3 separate regions of the Sus scrofa genome follow, and regions 1 and 2 are each linked to region 3. The links are chromatin contacts, called in public Hi-C and promoter capture Hi-C maps. All regions are on one chromosome and are shown on one strand. Each heading gives the region's core, a stretch centred on a gene start, on an enhancer-like site or on the middle of the called end of the contact. The rest is flanking DNA. Distances are from core to core; before and after follow the strand shown.

Evidence for each region. Promoter capture Hi-C pulls out the DNA fragments that hold promoters and counts their contacts. Hi-C and Micro-C count contacts between places; a contact is called where the count stands out from the background.
Region 1: a promoter capture Hi-C map of fetal liver shows a contact between it and region 3, with 1.8 times the contacts expected there. The contact joins two enhancer-like sites. A contact is called at or near these places in 1 of 5 promoter capture datasets (fetal liver), 1 of 47 Hi-C or Micro-C datasets (alveolar macrophages) and 1 of 2 datasets of contacts at active chromatin or transcription factors (skeletal muscle).
Region 2: a contact with region 3 is called in a Hi-C map of retroperitoneal adipose tissue, with 2.9 times the contacts expected there. The contact joins two enhancer-like sites. A contact is called at or near these places in 17 of 47 Hi-C or Micro-C datasets (alveolar macrophages, blood, brain and 9 more) and 2 of 2 datasets of contacts at active chromatin or transcription factors (alveolar macrophages and skeletal muscle).

The regions. Positions count from the first base shown.
Region 1 is chr6:3,470,819-3,475,106 of Sscrofa11.1, reverse strand. The region is part of intron 2 of GSE1 (genetic suppressor element 1); the gene reads left to right. Among named protein-coding and RNA genes, the nearest start is that of GSE1, 180 kb to the left of the region's middle. Within about 2 kb of position 1,451, at least 20 of the 83 cell types and tissues checked have an H3K27ac peak or open chromatin away from gene starts, as enhancers often do. A contact at or near this core is called in fetal liver, where this site is marked.
Region 2 is chr6:3,302,506-3,307,030 of Sscrofa11.1, reverse strand. The region is part of intron 2 of GSE1 (genetic suppressor element 1); the gene reads left to right. Among named protein-coding and RNA genes, the nearest start is that of GINS2, 86 kb to the right of the region's middle. Within about 2 kb of position 3,105, at least 10 of the 83 cell types and tissues checked have an H3K27ac peak or open chromatin away from gene starts, as enhancers often do. A contact at or near this core is called in retroperitoneal adipose tissue, where this site is marked.
Region 3 is chr6:3,378,761-3,382,937 of Sscrofa11.1, reverse strand. The region is part of intron 2 of GSE1 (genetic suppressor element 1); the gene reads left to right. Among named protein-coding and RNA genes, the nearest start is that of GINS2, 160 kb to the right of the region's middle. Within about 2 kb of position 2,602, at least 26 of the 83 cell types and tissues checked have an H3K27ac peak or open chromatin away from gene starts, as enhancers often do. A contact at or near this core is called in fetal liver and retroperitoneal adipose tissue, where this site is marked.

The sequences.
Region 1 (4,288 bases), core at 202-2,701, 93 kb before region 3:
AAGATATTCTAAATGGATTGTGGCGACAGTGGCCCAGCTCTGTGCATACACTAGAAACTAGTGTCTCGGGCATGGTACGTGAATGATGCCTTAAGCCGTTATATTTGAAATCTTTTTCCTGGAATTCCCATCGTGGCTCAGAGGAAACGGATCTGACGGGTATCCATGAGGACGCAGGTTCGATCCCTGGCTTCGCTTAGTGGGTTAAGGATCTGGCATTGCCATGAGCTGTAGTGTAGGTCGCAGACGGGGCTCGGATCTGGTGTTGCTGTGGCTGTGGTGTCGGCCAGTGACTACAGCTCCAATTGGACCCCTAGCCTGTGACCTCTGTATGCCACAGGTGTGGCCCTAAATAGACAAAACAAAACAAAACAAAACAAAAACCATTTATTCCTTATTTATGTGAAATTTAAATTTCAGCTGTATCTTACTGGGCATTCTTGTGAGGGTGTAAGTTCTCTCACTGTCCCCAGTTCATAGACGGGAAAACTGAGGCCCAGCTAGAGAGCACAGCCAGGAGGTGGTGGAAGGGACTGGAAGCCAGGTGGTTGCCTCCTTACTGAAGGGTGACTGGGGCCTTGGTGGCTGACGCCAGCCAGGTCGGAGACCCTCCCACTGATGCCCCCCTGTCCACGCAGAGGCAGCGGAGCGTGTGTCTCTCTGAGCACCCGAATTCCCGCACAGCCGGGCCAGAGCCTGGGCTTCTCTCTGCTCCCCTCGAGCTGCCTCTTTGGGCTTGGCCTCCTCCTTCTGGCAGGACTGAAGGCTTGTCAGAGGCAGGAGGATCAGAGGGAAGGTCCAGGGAGCCGCTGCAGGCCGCCAGCCCCGGGCCCTGCAGGCATCGCTTCCAGCAGGCCCAGCGGAGGCGCTGCGGCTCCCTCCCGGAGACGCGGGTGGAAGGCTCTCGAGGGCACGTGTGAGCTTGGGCCACATCTGGGGGCCTCTGGCGGGACAGAGGAGAGACGGTGGTCTGCATGCTCTGGGGGCTCCAGGCCGAATGACCTGAAGTCTGTGATGTTGTCACCCCTTGGCTCCTGCCAGCAGTCACGCCTGACGTCGTTACGGCTCAGTCCCGCAGCACCCAGCACACAGTAGGCGCTTAATAAGTGCGACTGGCATTGACCCCACCTTGAAGCTGAAGGGCTATGAGGCAGCTGGGGGGATGTTTTGTTAACTTCACTGAGCAAAGATGACTCCTCAGGCTCAGAGGGCCACCTGTCACTGCCTGAGGCAGGCCTGGAACCTTCCAGAACAGTCTTCCTTCAGGCTGCTGGGACGTGCAGCCCCACAGGGGCCGTGGGACCCAAACCCATGAGATCGCAGCCGACTCCAGGGCTCCGATCTCTCTAGGACTTCCGGTCCAGAACCAAGCCGTCGTCCTGGCCTGCCTGGTGGCCGGGCCTGAGCCCGGGGTTTGTGGTCAGACCTCCCCCTCCCCCGGCAGGTGGGCCTCATGGCCGCCAGGGGGCAGCAGGGGCTCGGCCGCCACCCTGCCCTGCGGTCCTGACTCAGGCTCCAGGGATCTGTGGTCCCACGGAGGTGGGCTGCTGGCCTGCAGGCATCAGTGGGATGTGCCCCCTCCCCCCCGGGGGGGGCGCTCCCGCATCTACCTGGGAGTCAGGGAATCCATGAAATGCCATGTTCCTAGCGTCACGTGGACAGTCTGTTCCTGCCGGCTGCAGGCTCTGGGGCTGTGACTGTTGCTTCTGCTTTTCTCCCCAGGAGAGTGAGCGTTTGGCCATCAGGCTCAGGGAGCCGACTGTCAGGTGGTCCAGGAAGGTTCCCGCCCCGCCCTCAAGCATCAGTGAGGGGAGCAGCCGGCGAGGGGACGGCAGGAGAGGGAAGGAAAGAGGTCAGGGCCCGAGAAATTAAACGTTCATAAATGTAGGCCCGGCTCTCACAAAGTAGGGCAAAGCCATTAGCGCTCATTAAAATTTAATACCTGTCTGCGCTCCCGCGGCCCCGTTGGACACTGCTCTAATTTGATGGGTGTGGAGGGAGAATTCTCAAATAATGGTGGAGGTTGGGGACTTGCTCTTCTCATGTTAACACGAGGAAGCCCGTCCAGCTTTGAGCTTCACCTTCAAGCCGAGGATTTGGTGGGTCCTGGGGTCAGCGAGTCACCCGAGCCTGTTCCGTGCAGGGCGGCTGGTCTTGTCCTGAAGGGCTCTCCCTCCCTCCCCCCTGCAGCTCCCCGCCTGGCCTCGCCTGGCCTCGGCAGGTTCACGCCAAGCTTCCAGGCCCTGCCGGGAGCCAGGTGTGGGCTTCTCTGCAGGTCCCGGGGGGAGGCGGTGTTAGCTCATCTGTCTCCCTTGGAGTAGAAGACCCCCTTCCTCCCCCTCCTCACACCCAGTGCATCTCTTTTCCTGCAGCAAAATGGACCCGTGCCATCCCATTTCCCACTGCCTCTGACAAGCACATCTTCCCCGGGCACCGTGAATGCCCTCTGTGCCAGCCCCAGCTCCGCTGGCACATGGTTGCCAGGCTCCGCGTGGGCCCGGGCTGAGTGCTCTGGAAACTCAATAAGGCACAGGCTGGATGCATCCCTGGAAGTCTTCCTGGAGGAGGTGGTGCTTAAATCTGGGAATGCCGTGTGTGAGAATTAGACGGTGGAGGGAGGCAGCTGGGCATGCTCAGTGGGGGAGGGCGAGCTTGTAGGGAGGGTGGATGCTTGGGCATCTTGAAAAGCGAGGCTGGAGGTCGGGCCATGGCGAGGTGGGAGCTGAGCAGGCGAGAGGGCAAACTGGGGCAGCCTGCATGCCAGCCTGTGAGCATGGGCCTTGCCCTAGAGCCCTGGTCTGAGGAAGGAATGACCAGGCCCGGAAAAATCTAAGCCTGGGGCAGCCAGGGCCTCAGGGCTGTGTCGACCAGGGAGTGTGTTACAGTGGGAAGAGATTATTGTATCCCTACTGTGTGCCAGGCTCTTCCGCATGAGAGGGGCAGTGCCACGAGTCGCCCCATTTCACAGGTGGACAGACTGAGCCCAGCGTGGGGGCCGGGTCTGTCCAGGGGTGGAGCCGGAAGGCAGAGGGGCGTCTCGGAGCCTGCAGGCCTGGCTGTGGTGGACACAAGCTGGCACGTACGCCGGCCAGAGACACCTCCCAGTGGCCGGTGCCCAGCTCTGTGGCTCTGGCTTCGGGTCGGGCACCGTGCCCAGGCCTCACCGCAGTGGCTCGGAGCCTCCTTTCCCGCCAGGGCTCCCAGGGCTTTCCATCTTTGGACTCTCCCTTCATATGCGCGCCCTCCCTGCCCACGCTCCCCAGGGGCCTGCCCGGAGCAGCCCCTCAGTCAGCCTGCCAGCCTCCTCCCGGCTTCCTGCGGCCCCGCTGCCGCCCTGCCCTGGCCTCAGCCCTTTCCCAGCCCGCCCCGAGCAGAGCCAGCCCAGAATAGATCGGGCGAGAGAGGAAAACCGCAACCGCCCAGGCTCCGCAGACGGGAGGCTGCGGTGTCCTACGGGATGGGGGGTGGGGGCCACCCCAGACGGCGTTTGAGACCCCCGGCCCGGGGCCCCAAGGGCTGGCCGGCGGTCCCCAGGCTCCGTGTGTCTGCTGAGCTCCGAGGTGCTCAGGGTTCCCCACCCCACCCCCCAGCTTCCTTCCTCTAGAATGTTCTCTCAGATGTTAATAGGGCCGTGGAGAGCATCCTTGCAGACCCAGGCGGCCTGTTCCCAGCCTCAGGCTGCCCTGCTGGCTCACTCCTTGTCGCAAAACCCACTCAGATCCCATGAGAAGAAGGTGGGAGGGAAACCTCCCTGCAGCTGCCAGCCTCCCCCAGGCCCCTGGGCGATGAGGGAGGGGTGGCTAGAGCGGGGCCTCTTCCATGCCAGCTCGGGCAGTGGGGGGCCAGCGACTTGGGAGAGGGCGGGTGAACCTTGTTTTAAGAGACAGGAAATATTCGGCCACAGGCTCTCACGGAGGGAGACAGGTCCCGGCTTGAACTCCAGGATAGAGCCGATGCATAGCAACCAGGATGCAAAACACTCCCCACCCCCGGCACCCACTTTCAGGACGAGGTGGGAGGCGCCGCTGTCCTGGGTGCCTGGGCGAACTGGACGTGTGGGAGCCGCCCCGCCGGCCCCCTCCACTTCTGCGGTCTGCCAGCGCCTTCTGATGCCAAGCCGCTGCCAAAGGCGGGCTGCCCACCGCCAGGCGCCAGCGCAGGAAATCAGTTGGCCCAGGCCCCACGGCGCCTTCCTTTCCCCAACTTGGAAAGGGGGCGGCTCTGCGCGCTCCAGGGCATCCGGGCCACGTCCAAGGTCTCCCCGGGTCAGACTGAACGTCCAGGGGCC
Region 2 (4,525 bases), core at 1,856-4,355, 76 kb after region 3:
CTCGCTGGCCCACGGGCCTGTGCGGATGCGGGTTTTTCAGAGCTGGTTGCTACGTAAGGAACTTCAAAGGCTTTTATGTGCCAGGAAGATTGGGGAATGGGGTCCCCCCCGAAGAAGTTGCTCAGGATGCCGTCTAAGTGGTGTGGGTGTTCACGGCGACCCCGCAGGCCCGGCCGGCCTGGGTCCCAGAACTCGCCTTCTCGGGCTGCTCTGTAGGGTCCCGTGGCCTTGCCCTGAGCTCTGACCCACGCAGGTGCGCCTGGGACCTCCGGTGACTTTCTGTCCCAGGGCCTGCTGTCCCGGTGGTCTACCCAGCCTGTGCCCACACGGCTACCTGGGTTGGGGTCCAGGCACCCCCTCCTGTGAGCTGACAGGCCAGGGGGAAAGGAAAGCGCCTCACCTGCTGGATGACAGCTGGTTAGTTTTTACAAAGAAGGGTTGTCCTGAGAAGCTGCTGAGGGAACCACCCAGATTTCTCTGTCCGGGCGTTGGGCTGGGAAGGCGGAAGTGTGCCTGCTGCCGGGTGGGTATGGCAGGGGGTGGGCGCCCGGGCACTCTGGCCCTGGCCCCCAGGGACCATGTTGGCCTCAGGTCAGAGGTCCAGGACCGGGGGCTCCCTTGCCACTGATGACCTCAGGTAGGCCTGGCTCCCCCCTGCCAGCCCCCCATGCCACTCCCTCCCTGTCCCCCGAGGCCTGCCCAGGTCACAGCTGGCTGCTCTCCAGGCCAGCGGTCAGGTGGCGGGAGCCAGAGACAGGTGTGTGCCGGTTGGCGTCCTGACCTCCAGCTGCCTGGCCCTTGCCAGGCGGCCTGCCCTCCCCCCAGGCCTGAGCACTGTTGATGGGGGCCAAAAAAATGCAAATGGGAAGGATCCTGTGACTGCCCCCCCCGCACCTTGAGGGCTCAGGGGTCCCGCCGGCAGGGGCTGTGCTGCGTGTCTTCAGCGTGTGTGTCTGGGGCGGGGGCCGAGCACGGAAAAACACCCCGAAAGCAGAAAAGGCTTGAACCTGACAGGTTTTCCCCGCGGCCAGGCGTCTAGAGCAGCGGGAAGTGGAGTTTCCAGGGGCCGCCTGTCCTCGGGGCAGCTTCGTGGGGGTGTTCTGGGCGCCGTGGGCCCTGTCCGGCCTCTCCCACCATCGGCGGGGGGACTCTGGCTTGGGATTTCTTTTTTCTTTTTTAATCGAGGTAAGGAGTTCCTGGTGGCGTAGCGCTTAGGATTCAGCAGCGTCACTATTCTGATGCCCATTCGCTTCCTGGCCTGGGAACAAAACAAAACAAAACAAAACAAAAAGGTGAAACTTGTGAATAAAACCTGAACCTCAGTGTATAATTTCCAAATGTTATCTTGGAGCTCCTGTTGTGGCTCAGTGGGTTAGGAACCCAACATAGCGTCTGTGAGGATGCAGGTTCGATCCCTGGCCTCGCTCAGTGGGTGAAGGACCCGGCGTTGCCATGAGCTGTGGTGTAGGTTGCAGACGCGGCTCGGATCCCGAGTTGCTGTGGCTCTGGCTGTGGCTGTGGCTGTGGCCAGCAGCTACAGCTCGGATTCGACCTCTAGCCTGGGAACTTCCATACATTGTGGGGGTGGCCCGGAAAAAAAAAAAAAAAAAGACAAAACCAAGAACCTTGGGCCCTGCTGGGTGCCAGCCCTCTCTCTGGCTCCTCCAAGACTGTGGCTACACAGAACCTGCAGGTGACCAGCTGGTGGTACCGAAGCCAGCACAGCCCTGTGCTCAGGGAGGAACTGGCCAGATTCCTGGCAGGTCTTTGGTTCCCCAAAACCTCTACCTTGGGGGGGGGAGGGCGGGAGAGACATTGCTGCCTGGACGGAGAGCGAGAGAGCAGGCCAGCCCCACGCTGCCTGGACCCAGGCCGCGTCACAGGCTCCGATGCCTTGCTCTCACCCTGCTGCCTACGAGGCCGCCCTGCCTGTCTGCTTCCTCGTAAAACCGTTTTATTTGCTGTTTCCCTCCCATCCGTGTCCTCCTCACACCCAATATAAGGCATTCTGCTGCGCTCCAGCCGTGTTCCGGGCACCGTGCAAGGCCCCTGTCTAGTTCACCGTCTCGTTTAGTCCTCGCGTTAAACCCAGGGAATGGTGGATTGTGTTGCTCGCACGTCAAGTCAGCAGCTGGCGGAACTGGGGCACAGCAAGCCAGGTGGCGCTTTGCCCGGCCAGGTGGTGGTCACTCAGGCTTAGCCCAGGTGTCTGTCCCCTGACCCTCTCCCCTCCGCGCTGATGTCCTGCCCACAGGCCGGTGGCTGCTCGCAGATGCTCTGTTTTGAAATGTGCGTTTTGGACCGTCCTGGAATGAGGGTCCCGCAAAGAGGACCAGGAAGTCGTGTTCAGGAAGAGATGGTGGAGAAGGGAGTCTGGTGGCTGGGGAGGCGGAAGGGTGTGCTGAAGCCCAAAGACAGTTGCACAGCTTCGGGGGCCTTGCACGCCCAGCCAGGACGTGGCGGCGGCCCAGGAGCCCAGCCGACAGACACTGCTGGGATTGGAAATATGTTCCTGGTGGGAACAGAAGGGGCGAGGACAGAGTGCTCCGGGCCACAGGGGATGTGTCTGGTGTGGTTTTTGCTTCATTGACATGGTTGAAAATCATGCGTGCGCCGTGGATTTGGGCCCCATTCGTCGCTGCCGCCCCTTCCTCCTGCCCTTGCAAGTTTCGGCTCAGGCCCTGGAAGGCAGAGGCTGGGAGCCTGCACCGCCCACCCCCTCGGTGCCGGCCTGCCAGGGAGTCGGGAGGATGCAAGGCTGGGATCTGAGTGCTTTTTTTTTTTTTTCCGGAAAAGCCTGCTCAACTCAGACCCCTCAGGAACGCCTCAGGAACAAATGTTGACAGCAGGAAAATGGGGCCAGGGTTCTCTCAAATATGAAAAATGGGAACTAGGCATGCGAGGAAATGAAAACTGGGCCCCCACCCCAGCAGCAGCGTGGAGGGGAGCTGCCTGCCAGCACCCCCGCAAGCAGTTGACCTCTCTGAACCCCCATTTCCTCATCCGGGCAATGAGGTGGCAACCCCACCCCCATTCCCCTCCCCCTCCCCCGCTCCGAGTTGAGAGCTGTGCCAAGCCCTGGGGAAGCCCTGGCCCGCCTGGCAAGCTGTCTTCTTGCAGGAAGCTGCAGCCTAGGGGCCACTTCCCCACCACGGCTCAGCAGGTGGCCAGGAGGAGGGACAGCTTGGAGACGGTGCCCTGAGGTTCTGCCCAGGTGAACCTGTGGGGTGGGCGGCAGCCCAGCCAGGCCCACCATGTGGGGTATGGACCCCAGCCCCGTGTGCTTGGCCTGGAAAGGCCTGGAGACTCCTACGGAATGCCCCATCTCCCAAGTGGGCAGGGAGCTTGGGGGGTTCCATCCTGACCCACGGCAAGGCCACCCAGGCCAGTGTCGTCGGCTGGCTGGTGTCCTGTAGGGAGCAGCAGGGGCGTGGGACGTGGAGGGGGGAGTTGCCGGTGGCGGAGAAGTTCAGAGCTCCCAGCCTCAGGGCCTCTGTGGACCCCCAGCGGCCTGCGCGGCCTCCCCCGAGGAGCCCCGGCCCCCTTGAGGGTCCGAACACCCCCTCCATCCTCCTCCCCCTGCCTTGGCCCGGCCGCCCGTATAAAGTTTAAAGGTTTTAAATGCAAATATTTCTCTTTTATAGATGCCAGCTGTCTCCAGAGAGCGCGTTTCCTCGCTGCTCAACTTTATTGTCCAATTAGCTTCCCATATCTGGGTACTGGAGAGCCTGGGGGGCTGGTGGGGGCTGGAGGGGGAGGGGAGCGCGGGCTCCCGCGGGCGGCTCAGCGCTGGAAGCGGCCCCCACCCCCACCCCCCGCCGGGGTACTGTGTCTGGGGTGGGTTAGGGAGCTCAGGTCATGGGGGGGCGTCTCTCCCAAGGTTGGGGGGGCCCCCTTCCAATCCTGGGCTGCAGGGGGAGAGGCAGGAGCCGGGGCAGGGGCAGTTAGTGGGGATTCGTTTATTAAAAAAGAAAAATAAAAGCCGCCAGCCCGGCGCACCCCGGCTTCCTTTTAGCCCCTCTGGAGTGTCCCCCACCCCCTCCCCGCCCGCTTTCTCGCCGCGCGGCGGCTTCCCCATTCACGGGGCCCGGCGGCTCACAAAGCGAGGCAATTAGAATTGAAAATCTATGCAAAACAGCTGTTAACTGATTGTAAGGAGTGCAGCTGTGAGCTGGTGCAGCTTGGAAGCCGGCGCGGAAAGGGCAGGAAGTGTCGGGCTGCCCCGGGTTAAGAGGCAGACTCCTGCCACCTCGGCCGCCCGGGGTCGTCCGGGCCTTAACCCTTCCTGCGCCCTGGCGGTGATCCTGGCCACTGGAGAGGTCCCCGGGCCAGGCCTGGGCCTGCCCCCAGGTCCCCGCCACCCCCACCCCGGGTCTGGCCCCTCCCTAGGGGTGGGGTCTGGGGGAGAGGGCTGCCACGGAGTTCCCCCCCCCTTTTATGCCTTCTGCGGGGCTGCGGGAGAGGTGACCGCGCAGAGGCAGGCCTAGCAACCGGGGATGTGTCACAGAGTCCCCTTCCCCTCTGG
Region 3 (4,177 bases), core at 1,353-3,852:
TCCCTGTGATGAATGAGCCTTGATGTTTCCCAAGCAGCATTCCAGCTTTCTGAAGTCATAGTTTCCATCTGCAGGCGCCGCCCCACCTCTGCTCCATCCCTGTCCCTGTCCCCAGGGGCCTGCCCTCCAGCCGGGAGTGCCCAGGGAGCCGGGGCCTCCTGGTCTCAGCCCTCGCACCCCCAGCCCCGCCGTCTTTCGGGCAGGCCTCCCGCGGGCGCCCTGCTGGACAGGGTTAAGTAGCGAGCTGGCGTTGCTGGGGAGAAACACAACTGCTCCTGCTAGCTCCGCGGCCTGGGTCACCCGAGAGGCGGCTGATGGGATCTGGCAGCAGGCAGGCGGGGGCGGGGGGGAGGGCAGCAGCCTCCAGAAGGCTGCTCTCAGCTCTCGCCTGTGTTTTCCCGGGGCTCGAGGCTGGTATTCTCCGTGTGTGGGGAGATTGCCTGAGCAGGCGGGGGCCTGGAAATGCCCCCACATTCCTCCAGGGTGCCGTGGGTCCGGCTGGGCAGGGCTGGGCTTCAAGCATCGCTCTGTGGTGGGGTCCCTCCCATCCCCCCCCAAAACGCCTATTTCTTCTGCCAAGAAGTTAAGCCAGCTGGCTGCCCAGCTAGTCCTGTGGCTGGTGGCCGCTCCCCCCGGACCTCTCCCCGGTCCAGTTTTCTCAACACTGGGCACATGGGATGGTGGGAAGCAGGGGCTGGACGCAGAGAAGAGGGGAGCAGGGGGCAGGCTCAGCACCCGGCCGCAGTAAGGCTGCGAAGAGAGGCCGTGGGGCTTCGAGCAGAGCGCCAGCCCTGAGGGCAGCCACCCCGCGGGCACTGCCCATCTATACCGGGGTCCCTGCCTGCTGCCAAACATCCTCAGTGCAAAATCAGTGGTCCCCGCGTGGGAGGGATCATTGCACGGGCACCTGGAAGCTCACTGGCCACAGATGCCTCCTCCTGGAGGGAGGAGTGGAGGCCCCGGGGCAGGGCAGCTAGGTGGTGTCCCGACTGCGGCACCGCGACCCCTTGGGACGTTGTGCTACCCATGACAAGAAGACAGCGCAGGCCCCACCCCTAGGAGTTGAGGGGGGTGATGGCTGGGAGGAGTCGAGCCTGCCTCGGGGCTGCTGGGCATCGCTCTGATGGTTAGAGATCCCCCCGGCTGTAAAACGCGGGCCGTGGACTGGGCGCTCGGAGGCCCCTGCCCCGTTTCTCTTCCTTGAGAAGCTGGCATGGTTTCCCGGGGGTCCCGCTCACCGCGGGTGGGGGTAGGGTGCCTCTTACTGCCTAAGGTTCCTGGCAGGTGGGGGACGGCCTCCGCCTTCCTTGGGGAGGGCAGGCTGGGACCAGCCGGGAAAGGCAGGGGTGGCCTGGGTCTGTCTCCTCGGGATCAGAGGGTCCTCCCTCGGGATGTGATGGGAGGAGATGGTGGCCTCCGAAGACACTGGCAGGGGCTGGGCACGCGCAGCCCTGGGTTCCAGCCCCGCCCCCCGTATGCCATCACATGCCCTGGCCCAGCCAGTTAGCCTCCCCACGCCCCGTTCCTCATCCGGCAAATGGGGCCACGGGGCTGGCAGTGACCCAGGAGCCCAGGCACGTGAGTGCTCCCAGAAGCCCCCAGAGTGACCGCCCGGTCACATGTCAGCATCCGTGATACTTGTCCTGGAGGCAGGGAAGCCCTCCGGACCCTGGCCCACCACCCAGGAGCTTCCCCTCCCGGCTCTGAGGTGGAACCTCTGCTTGGAGACAGAAGGCGGCTGGGAGCCCCAGACCCCGGCTCCCCGCGAGCCCTCCTTCCTGAAGCAGCCCCCTGGCCTCCAGCCCTGAGCAGCCTCTCCTCGCTCCTTGGCTTTTTTTTTTCCTCTTCTTTCTTTTTTTTTTTTTTTTTCTTTTTTTATCTTGCCAGCAGAGCATCTCCCAGCCGGTCATTCCATTTCATTTCTGGTCTTGGGAGAGTGACATTTACATATTAATATTTTCCGAGGGAGCCCTGCGCGCGCAGGAGCAAGTGTCTGCCTCGTGGCCTCACATAATGCGAGGGAGATAAAGCGCCCGGCTCGCCCATGAATAACGACAAATGAAAGCCGCGCGGCCGTGAAAGGCCTCACATCTGCCCTGTCAGCGTGTGGTACATCGGCTCAACAACTGATTTAGCGCCCGCTCTCTCGCAGGGTTTATCTCCACTTACAGAGGACGCGCTCTTTGTGAGGGGCCTGTCTCCCGGCTCTGCCTCCCTGTCACTTCCCGCCACCATCCCCAGCCCGGTGCCAGGGCCCAGCTCCCGCCCGCAGCCCCATCAGGGGCAGGGACCCGGAGCCAGCCTTATCTCTCCCCTGCAGGGCTGCCCGCCGTGGCCCCGCGGCCCCCGCTGCCCGGGCAGCTGTGCCTCCTGGTCCAGGGACGCTGCCCAGGCACATGCGCGCACGCAGGGGGCTGTGGGACGGACCGAGGGGGGCCGGTCTCTCGGGATGGGGGGGGTCTCTGGGTGCTGAGGATGCCCCCCTGTGTGGATGGGACAGGGCTGGCCGTCGTGGTGGTCACGGAAGGAGCCCTGGGGCATGGCCGGGAGACCCGGGCCACGTGGCCAGACTGCACCGCGTGCTCGGCTGAGTCATCGCCTTCGTTGGCTGTGAGGCAGGGCTCTGACGTCAGCACCTGACGCTGCGGAGGCGGGCAGGGGAGGAAGAAGCCCAGAGAGGGATGTGGCTTGGCCAAGGTCACACAGCTGGGAGCCCACATCAGGCTCCTGGGGAGAGCTCGGGGGCCACGTTCAGGCTCCGGCGGCTGCCCTGAGACTCAGTTTCCCCCACCGTAGAACGGGGCCGTCCGCCCCGCTGTGGGGGGGGGGGTTCAGAGCGCAGAGGACGACTCGGGTGTAGACAGAGCAGTTGGTGTGTGTGTTGAGGACACGTCGTCACTAATTCGAGGCCTGCCCCGCTGCTTGAGATCGCGCCTGGGCGGCCCTTGCCCGGCCCCCCCAGCTCTCTGGAGGGTCTCTCTCGCCCCATCTGTCTGTTGGTCTGTCCGTCAGCCTGGGCTTGGCAGAGAGACTGGCTGAGAGAGCTCTGCTCCAGGCCGGGGAGGGCTAGGGAAGGAGTCCAGAGTTTTCAGCCAGGCCTCCGGGATTAAGCCGATTGCCACAGAAAGGCTGACCCTGGGCTGAGCCTCTCCCTTGACCAGTGCCAGGCCTCCCACCCAGTGCCGTGCAGGCCTGCTTCCAGGGGTCCCAGGGCAGGAGCCGAGGGCGCGGGACAACTGGGCCAAGGCCTGGGAGTGGGTTTTCTGTCCACATCGAGAGACAGACTCTCAGGCTGTCCGGGCCTCACCTTCTCAGATGAGGCGCTGGAGCCCAAAGCGAATTTGTGACACAGCCGGGACCAGGTCCCAAGGCTCCTGCCTCTGGGCTCAGAGCTGTCCTCCCAGCCCAGCCCCCTGGGCACTGCGGCCATCTCTCCTGCCCAGTGCAGAAGCCTGCCCAGGGCTGGTCTGTGGGCGTCAGGAAGCCTGAGTTCCAGGCCCAGCTTCACCTGCTACAAACTAGCTCTGGGTGGGTTTGGGTCCTCTGTGGACCCCCGTTTCTTCTGTGCGTTCCTGTCCCCACACCCCTTGCTGCACTGGCGCCCTTCCCTTGCATCCAGCAGGCAGGAGGGGGTTTCCAGCCCCACCCCTGCAGGAGGTGCATGGGGGCTGGGGGGGCGCCTGGGGGGGGGCGGGGGGGCGCTTGAGGCACCCTCTGGCCTGTCTCAGTGTCCTCACCCTGTAAAGCCAGAGCACGCTGGCGCGCGGCCCGGTGGGTCTTGAAGGGTTTCCACATTCTGCTTTAAGATCCTCTGCTAATGAGGGCCCTGGCAATGCCAAGGGTTCCTGTGTCTGTGCGTGCCAGCGAGAGACTGGGCACCGCGCACAGAAGCGAGTGGCGCCTTCTAGCTGGTGGAAGTGGCGGGGGGAGCGGCCCCCCGGCCGCCTTCCTGTGGAGCCTCTGCAGGGCCTCCTCGAAATCCCCGGAGCCCTCGTGGGAAGAGGCGGTTGGAAGCCAGGCCGGGCATCGCCAGCCAGGCGGCCTCACGCTCTTTGAGCCTCCGTTTCCCCATCTGGAGCCGGGACCCCCTGAGCTGGGACTGGGGCAGGGGGCAGCGGTAAGGATGGAAATAGGCGGTCAGCCCCCAGGCCCCCGACCTCGGGAGAGGCCTTAGAAG